Regions from separate parts of the Rattus norvegicus genome. Here region 1 is linked to region 2. The links are chromatin contacts, called in public Hi-C maps. All regions are on one chromosome and are shown on one strand. The core of a region is the stretch at or near the end of the contact, and the rest is flanking DNA. Distances in the headings are between cores, read along the strand shown.

Region 1 (4,658 bases), core at 843-3,342, 310 kb before region 2:
CCGGCTCAGAGAGCGCACCTCAACTCCGCTCAGAGGGTAGTGTCCTGATCGCAGCGATCCCACCACCCCGAGGCCCCCGTGAATCTACGTTTCTCCCCCTTCTTTTAAAATGGATTCGCCCACTGCCCGCGAATTTGAACGCGGATCGATCCATCCCAATCGTCCCGCGGGGGAGCAGGGCCCATGCACACCCGGAGCCCGGGAATCGCGACCACCCACCTCTTCGAACTGCAGCCTCGCGACGACACAGTGAGGGCGGTGGGCGCAGGGGGACGCAGGGGAGGGGATAGGGATACGGGGGAGGGGGTGCCGGGGAACCTTTTCCCGCGTGCGCGGTTCCGCGTCCCGCCACCGGAAGTCGCGCACAAACCATAGAGAGGAAGACCTGGCTAGAAAGGCACCATCCGGGCCGACCAACGGGACTGTCGCCTAGAGCGTCGGTGCCCCTGGTCGTCTAAAGCGAGGGTCTTGCTACGGGATCCCACGAGGCTGATTTCTTGATTAGAAAACGGGATCGCTTCTTAGAAAGTTACAGGCTGCTCTTCAAAGACTAGATTCCGAGGGGAAATTATGCGGTTTCAGGTTTGTATGTTTGTTGGAATCATGCAGGTTCCTCCCTCCTGTGAATAATCTGGGAAGGAGTCTGTTGAACCAAAAAATAAATAAATAAATAAGTAAATAAGTAAATAAAAAATAAAAATACAGAGCTGTGGCCAGAAATGTCGCCTCCGCTAGCTGCAAAGGGAATGCGGGTGTCGGTGATTGTGCTTGCTTTCCAGCTGTACCCTGGCAAGCAGATGAGATCCTTTCTGAAATGAGTTCACCTTCCACCCCCAACACCATCCCATCCATATCCCTAATTTGTGGGTTCTCAGGAAGAGCCCAGCAGATGGCTGCATTAAGTTCAAGTGGTGGTGTCAGATTTACCTTTGAGCTAGAACTTACTTGAAATCACATCAGCCTGCGTTGGCAGAAGCCTGGATGGCCTCACATAGCACCAGAGTGCATCTTGCAAAATCTGAAGCCAGGTCTGAAAGAGATGCTTGAGTTTATCTTGCCTTCCTCATTTTACAGATGAGAAAAATGAAACCACAGAAGATTTACCCGGGGTGTCAGTACATTGGCATCAAAGCTGGAACCTAGAACTCTTTTAACAGTTTATCATAATTTAGAGTGATTGCTAGCATATGTCCTACAAAAAGACAGGATATTTAAACTCACGGTCTCCCTGGAAATTGCACTGACTTGCTAACTCAATCCTGAGATATAAGATAGATAAAATGCATTCTTGTCATTCAGTACTTGTGGCTTTAACCACTGCTGCCACTATTTAGCTGAGTCAAACTGGGCTTAAGATATGTAATGAGAACCTATTGCTAATGCGGCACATGTCTAGGATCTGACAAAACTACCGAAGATGGTTGAAAACAGCCCAGCCTTTTAGGAGCATACACCCTAACAAAAGATTTGAATAACTTCAGGGTTCAAAAGAAAGGGAGAGTTCAGTAATTTCTGTACAACTAGAAGAGTTTCCACCACTGCTGCCAACTAGAGTTAGAAGTAAGCAACTTTCCACTTCGCAGTATTACAAACCTGGAATCACAACACTCAGAGACTGAGGCAGGAGGATTGTAAATTTGAGGCATAGCGACATATCAAGTTTGAGACCAGCTAGACAACCTAATGCGATTCTAGAGGGCAGAGAGGAGGAGATGGTAAGAAATGCGTGGCTCTTCCTCCCAGGAGACAGACCTGTCAAGGACCCTTTATCTCTATTTGTGCTATTAGGTAGAAATCGGCAGACACTCAAAGTGGAGTTCTTGGCTCAGGCAGATGAGCTAAGTCAAGAATGGGCAGTTACCAGGGGCTTTGGAGAATTCGACGCAGCTGGTGAGCTAGGATAGGGATACAGCGTAAGAGAACAGAATAGAAACAGTAGACAGAGTGCAGATGAAACGTCAGTCCCAGAGGGCCTTAGCCAGATGCATCTCAGGCAATCTGGAGCCCAGGATTGGAGACCCCACCCCTGCTGTGACATCACAGGGGAGTGGAGTAGAGACGGATAAAAAGGTGGTCCGCCGCCCTGGCCCTGCACCGTTGGCTTCCAGAGTATCAAGGGGAGAGACTAGGCACTGGGCTACAGTTGCCTGGCTTACAGGAACTGGCTCTTTTCCTCAAGCCTCATTAAGCAGCCCACTCCAGTTCTTGATCTTTGTCTCCCAGTCCTGAAGTCCTTTCTCTCCTTAGGCTGCATCCACAGCCCTTCTAAGTGGCTGTGAGCAGTTTCTCAGTATGAACTGTATATCAGACTTCTTCACCTACGAGACTACCAAGTCGGTGGTTGTGAAGAGCTGGACCATTGGGATCATCAACCGAGCCGTCCAGCTGCTGATTATCTCCTACTTTGTGGGGTGAGTCTGTGGTCCTTCAGATCCTGAGACAGGAGGGCTACCTGATGTCCTTTCCTCCCTCTCCCAAGATTGCCCTGCAGCTTCTAGACCTTCTTCTCTGGGAAACACTTTAATTTGTGGGAGCCGTGTCCTCAGGATTGGCCTCTGCCACTCCCATCCAAACCGGTCCTCAGGTGCATTATTTTACCTAGAAACTCTTCCAGGATTGGAGGATGATTCTAGATACATGCGCCAAGAATATGGGTCCATTCCCTGATCAGGAAAGAACCCATATGGTCCATCTTCCCAGACCAAAAAAACAGAAAACAAAGCAGAGCCCTCCCCACACTTTCTTATTCCCCTCCATTGAGTCTTTGGAGTCTCAGAAAGATAAAAGAACACAGGAAGGAGGCAAGGAAACCAAGGAGATGAGCTGATGTGTAGAGGAAGACCCAGCTACGGAGGAAAGGAGAGTGCTGGGTTTAATTTAGACTTAGGAATTTCTTCCTTCCTGTCATGGGTCTAGATGGTGAGAGGTTAAAAGGCAAGAGATCCCTCTTCTTGGAGAGCAGGATAAGAACTGCCCCCCAAGCTAGACAGAGGCACAGATGCACTCAGGGAAAGAGCTGCCAAACAGAAAAGTACCTTGTTTGACTTAGTGTGGGGCTCTTCCCTAAGAATGCAGAACTGATTCCTATTGTTAAACAGCATAAATTCTTGCTTCACTTAAGTTAGAAGACTCATGCTAGGGGTTGCTCAAAGACCAGCAAGATCCCAACAGCACTCTCATGCACACATACAAAGGAACTCAAACAAACAATGGCTGGGAGGAAAGCACAGGTCTGTCCTTCTTGCGGTCATTTCTACACACTGGCTGGCACCAGGAAATGCAGGCAAAAACCTCAGGGGTTTTCTTTCCTGGCTTGTGGGTCTGTGGTCACTTGCTGCTCCTTGAGACAATGAGTCTGTTTATGAAAGACGGCCACTGACTAGGTCATGAGTTAATTCAGGCAAATCGAAGAGTATATCCTGTGCGCATGTAGCTGGAGCTGAAAGGTGGGCGTAGTGTGGAGAGGTTGGATGTGTGTGGATGGATAGATGGCCAGATGTGGTTTTGTCAAAGTGATTTTTTTTTCTCCACGGGTTTAATGAGAGCCTGTAGGCTTTGGTATAGCATTGTGGGGACATCAGAAGGAAGTCAAGCTGTGGAGTGGGATTAAATGGCCTTGAAACTATTTTCCTACATTGAAGTTTTATGAGAGATGTTTAGATGTTCCATGTCCCTTTCTCCAAATTTGGCTCAAAACTGGTTTCTTTTTGGTTGGCTAGTTTGGTTAGTTTTTGTTTTTGGAGACAGAGTCTTATCTATCCAACACTATGAACTTACTACATAGGTGAAGGTGACCTTGAATTCTTAATCCTCCTAGTGCTGGAATTGCAGGGGTGCCACCACATCCATTTTATGGCTGGTTGAACCCAGGGCTTTGTGCATATTAGATAAGCACTCTGCCAACTGCACTACATACTCAGTTGGTTCTTAAGCCTTCTGTGTTTATATATATGTTTATATATATATATGTTCATATATGTTTATATATATATGTTCATATATATATGTTCATATATATGTATATATGTGTGTGTGCATATATATATGTATATATATATGAGTGCCTTGATTGTTGATAGCTATATTGGTCCAAATGAAAGCAAAAGCTTTTTCAGCACATTCCTAACCTGGTCTGGCTCTCCTGGCTCCAGGCAGGACATCGATGGAAGACAGAGACAGCCGTCTCCTAGACTAGCCCCTTAGCTCTGCACTGCTTTTGGCTGCCCCTCATCAGAATCAGATTGAATCCTTCAATGCTGGGGTTTTGAGTCCAGTCTGCTCAAGGGAGCATGAGAGAGGCTCTTTAGCATCTTGATATGCAATCCCATCCATCTCCCATCCTGACAACTCCCTGTGGAATTGCAGTTACATCAGCACACTCAACAACATCCCAGCCCCCTGGCCCAAGCCCATCTCTGTTTATAGGAGCCCAAACACCATGTGACTCCATGAATCCATTGTGATTAATTTAGCAAAAGCACATCAAGCATCTCTTCATGTCAGGCACTATTGCACACTGAGAGTAGAGCAATGGGCAGAAACAGACAGGGTCTTTGTCCTGTAAGCATCATACTGTGGATAGAGCAAGAAGTTGGTACTAACCCAGTGATCCTCACAAACAAATGCAAAGTTTTAATGGTGTGTAAAACGTGCAACCC
Region 2 (4,683 bases), core at 1,388-3,887:
CACACACACGTAAGACAAAAAAATGCTTATACACATAAAAATAGGTGGGGCAGTTGTGGTTCACACCTTTAGGTCCAACATTCAAGAGGCAGAGGCAGAGGCAGATGGATCTCTGAGTTTGAGGCCAGCCTAGTCTATTGAATGAGTTCCAGGAAAGCCAGGGCTACACTGAGAAACCCTTTCTTAAAAAATTGAACCAATTTTTTTTAACAAAACCACAAACAAACAAACAAACAAACAAACAAACAGTATGGGTTGTGTGGAGTGGCTGGAGAGTTGGCTCATGGGTTAAGGGCACTTGTTGCTCTTGTAGAGGTCCTGGGATTTAATTCTCAGCACCCACATAGCTGCTCACAAACATCCATTATTCCATTATCTTCTGACCTCTGCAGGCACCAAGTATGAGTGTGGTCCACATATATACACAGGGAAAACACTCAGACACATACAATAAATCTTAAAACTCAGAAAACCAGTAAAATGGGGTTACAGTTGGAACTACTGCACAAGATTCTACCTGGGATGAAATGACTATACACCCGTACAACCATGTTTATCACTATGTAATTGTTCTCCTGTTATTAGAAACTGATCCAGCTCCCTCAGCTCTAAGTTTAAATGTTCTAGTTGTTTCTCCCATTGTTGTAATCAATTGCTTGACAAAAAGCAACTGAAAGGAGGTTTTATTTTGATGATGGTTCAGAAGACTGAGTCAATCAACACAAGGAAGGCAAGGCAGTGACAATGGCTTGCAGCTGTGGTGGTGAAAACTTGCTTAAGTCTGGCCACATCAGGAAGTAGATAGTGTGGAATGTAGGTCCTTAAGTAGTTTTTCCCTTTTCCTCTTCTGATTCAGTCCAGGATCCCAGGCCATAGGGCGGAGCTGTCCACATTCCGGGTGAATCTTCTGCTTCAGTTACATTTTTCTGAAATCCTTTCACAGACACACCCAAAGGTGTGCCTCCTTGGTGTCCAGGTATTTTCTGATTCAATTAAGTTGGCAAAAAAAAAATCATCAAAAAAGCCTACCCTTAAGTCTTTATACTTTTAATGCCTGTAAATCCAGTACTCTGGAGGCAGAGGCAAATAGATCTTTGTTTGAGGCCAGTCTGCTCTATGAAGTGAGTTTCAGGACAGGGCAGTGAGACACTGTCTCAAAACAGCAGCAGCAGCAGCAGCAGCAGCAGCAGCAGCAGCAGCAGCAGCAGCAGCAGCAACAACAACAACAACAACAACAGCAACAACAACAAAAGAAAAGCCTTCCTCTTCTAATAACTGAGTGCTTGGGAAAATGCCTCTGATTATCTTCGTTTCTTCTCTCTCTCTCTCTTTTTTTTTCTTTTTTTCAGAGCTGGGGACCGAACCCAGGGCCTTGAGCTTGCTAGGCAAGTGCTCTACCACTGAGCTAAATCCCCAACCCCTCTCTCTCCTTTTTTTTTTTCTTCTTTTTTTCGGAGCTGAGGACTGAACCCAGGGCCTTGCGCTTGCTAGGCAAGCGCCCTACCACTGAGCTAAATCCCCAACCCCTCGTTTCTTCTCAAATGAAATTGGAGATACTATACCTACCTGGGTTTGTAGGATATTGTAACATGGACTCCTAAAGCTACTTTGAAAATTGTAAAGCACTGTATAAACAGATAAGATTATTATAGTCTCTCCAGCCTATAATAAAAACTTAAGGCTAACATCAGATACTTTCTATATTATAGGCATTGTGCTTAGCACATATGTCTCATCCAATCTTTAAAACAACTTTAAGAGGTCGAATACTGTTATTATTCCCATTTTATAGACAAGAGATGTCTCAGGGAAAGGAAGCCTGTGATTTATCCAAAGTCAGGCAGTGAACTAATACTAGATTCCAAAGGCCATACTCATGAAAAGTGGATAATAGATGTGGAACCGGTTAGCAGTGGTGTAAATGATCGACTTTGTATAACTGTCAGATGTGCATGGACAGTTTAAACTCTGGCAGAAGTTGTTGGATAATGACTGATTCATAAGATAAAAGAAATCATTGGATTTTTATTCTAATTTACTAAAGAAAAAAACAGCCTGATTCGTGGCTCATGTCTGTAAATCCCAGCATTCAGGACATCAGAGGCAGGAGAATCACAAGGAGTGCCAGGTTGGCTAGCTTCGGGGTGGGGGAGAGTGGTGGAGAGAAGGGGGAGTGGAGAGAATGAATTACACTTAGTTTCTCCTATATGCCAGTTCCGCATAGCCTCAAAGTGGGGACTGCTTGACATGGTATGTGTGTTTCTATTTGACTTAGTGTGTGTCTCTGCTTGTATGTGTTTGTGCCACTTTCCCTCCGCCTGGATCTCCTGCTTAGGCTGCGTTTTGCTAACTTCCCCACTTTTTGGCGTGTGGTCTAGTCGAGCAGAGCTCTTATCTAGACAGTGGTGCCGCTCCCTTTCTGGTTGCCCTTAGCTTTGCTGGACAGCAGATAGGGAGCGACCATGCAACCACCTCCCGCGCGTGGGCGAACCAGCAACGACTCCTTTCCGCCTCCCGCGGTCTTCCCGCACAAAGTGACGGCGCTGCCCCGCCCACCTCCGCGCGTCACAGAACAATCCTTAAACTATAATTCCCAGAGGGCCATGCGGTGGCGCGCGCTCACTCACTCCGAACTACACGTCCCAAAATGCATCACGCGACCGCGTCTCCTACTACCGCGCAAGAGCGGAACCGCCTTTGCTTTCCGGCTAGTATTTAGGTGAGCGTCGTTCATGGTTGGGAAAGTGCTGAGGTCCTGTACCGAGGTTTCTGTAACGCTTATCTAGATCCAGAGGCTCTACAGGTAAGGCTTAAGGACCCCAATTACCTCTGAGAGATTCCGGCAGGTTTTGATGTTGGAGCTAACTGTGATAAATACTGGACTCAGAATTGTGGTTCAGAAATAGTAATTTACATTTCTTTGGTAGTTTCTAGTTTAATATTTTGTTTTTCCAACTGTGGTCCTTGTTATCCCCGGCACTGTACTCTTAACGGTAGGACGTGTAAATGCCCATCGTATAGCAGCTGGGGAGTTGGTTTTGGTATTAAATGGTTGGATTATAGTAACTACTAGTAGCCCCAGAGCTGGACATGCAACTGTTTTCTGATTCTGAACCCAGTGTCCCATTCTTTGCTTACGATTTAGAGGCTTGTTTCTTATTGGCTAAGGGAGTTGGAGGAGAATGGCCATGTGTTACTTTCTTTTCAATAGTGATGGAGGACTATGCAATTCGAATCTCCTGTTAATTACATCTGTAGGTAGTTTTCTTTTTATGTCCTAGTCATTCATTCACTCTGTATTTTGTTGAGGTGCGCTACTCTTCTACTTACTAGAGGCAGAGGAGCAAACAAAAATATCTCTACCTTCTGGATGTGGGGAGACAGGCTGTAAATCGTGAGTCTGGAGGCAATAAGAACTGTGCAGAAAAAGATAAAGGGACTAAACCATTGGAAGATTTTTGAATAGTGATTTGATCTAATATTTAATTTGGGTTCTAGGCACAGCAGCTCAACAGAAAAGATGAGTGAGGAATCCAATGATGACAAGAAGCCAACGACCAAGTTTGAACTAGAGCGAGAAACAGAGCTTCGATTTGAGGTGGAGGCATCTCAGTCAGTTCAGTTGGAGTTGCTGGCTGGCATGGCAGAGATCTTTGGCACAGAACTGACCAGAAACAAGAAATTCACCTTTGATGCTGGTGCCAAGGTGGCTGTTTTCACTTGGCATGGCTGTTCTCTGCAGTTGAGTGGCCGGACCGAGGTGGCTTATGTCTCTAAGGACACCCCTATGTTGCTTTACCTTAACACTCATACAGCCTTGGAGCAGATGCGGAGGCAGGCAGAAAAGGAAGAAGAGAGAGGCCCCCGAGTGATGGTTGTGGGTCCTACTGATGTGGGCAAGTCCACGGTGTGCCGGCTGCTACTCAACTACGCAGTGCGTTTGGGCCGACGTCCTACTTACGTGGAGTTGGATGTAGGGCAGGGCTCTGTGTCCATTCCTGGTACCATGGGGGCCCTGTACATTGAGCGACCCGCAGATGTGGAAGAAGGTTTCTCCATCCAGGCACCTCTTGTGTATCATTTTGGCTCCACCACTCCTGGCACCAACATCAAGCTTTACAACAAGGTCAGGGAGCTAAGAGGGGGTGGAGGGAAAAGTTACAGTCAGGGTATGAAGTAGGGAACTTTGTTACTTAAAACTGCACAATTTTCTCTCTGAATGTAATTGTTCTATTTTTATTTTTTTTGTGTGATAGTCCACTTGATTTCATGAGAGACCATTTTAAAAGTGTGAGCTTTACACTGCTAAGCATTCGATGACACTGCTCAGAGTAATTCATTATTAAGAGGTAAAACGGCAAGCAGGGGGTGTGCAGACATGGGTCAGCAATTGAGTCTAACACACACCTTTCATTTCAGCAGAGACAGAGGCAGGTAGATCTCTTGAGTTTGTGGCCAGCCTGGTCTCCATAGTGAGTTCCAGGACAGAGTGAGACTGTGTTGCAAACAAACAAAACGACAAAACCAAAAACAGTACTACTGTCGGGGGTCAGAGTTTTCCTAGCAAGCGCAAGGCCCTGGATTCGGTCCTCAGCTCCGAAAAAAAAAAAAAGACAAAATAACAGAGTTTATTTCCCAGTATCCATGTCATGGTATTCCCAGTTGCCTGTCACTCCAGCTCTA

The links. Hi-C and Micro-C count contacts between places; a contact is called where the count stands out from the background.
Region 1: a Hi-C map of frontal cortex shows a contact between it and region 2, with 1.7 times the contacts expected there. The contact joins the promoter of P2rx3 here to the promoter of Clp1 in region 2.

The regions. Positions count from the first base shown.
Region 1 is chr3:90,526,743-90,531,400 of GRCr8, reverse strand. P2rx3 (purinergic receptor P2X 3) reads left to right here and starts at 2,092. Exons shown (of 12, transcript NM_031075.3): 1 at 2,092-2,411. The coding sequence starts at 2,293. It also overlaps a transcript of Ssrp1 not described here.
Region 2 is chr3:90,215,119-90,219,801 of GRCr8, reverse strand. Clp1 (cleavage factor polyribonucleotide kinase subunit 1) reads left to right here and starts at 2,637. Exons shown (of 3, transcript NM_001009599.1): 1 at 2,637-2,719; 2 at 3,499-4,126. The coding sequence starts at 3,521. It overlaps LOC120101590 (a long non-coding RNA gene), which reads right to left. Exons shown (of 3, transcript XR_010065262.1): 3 at 3,456-4,135.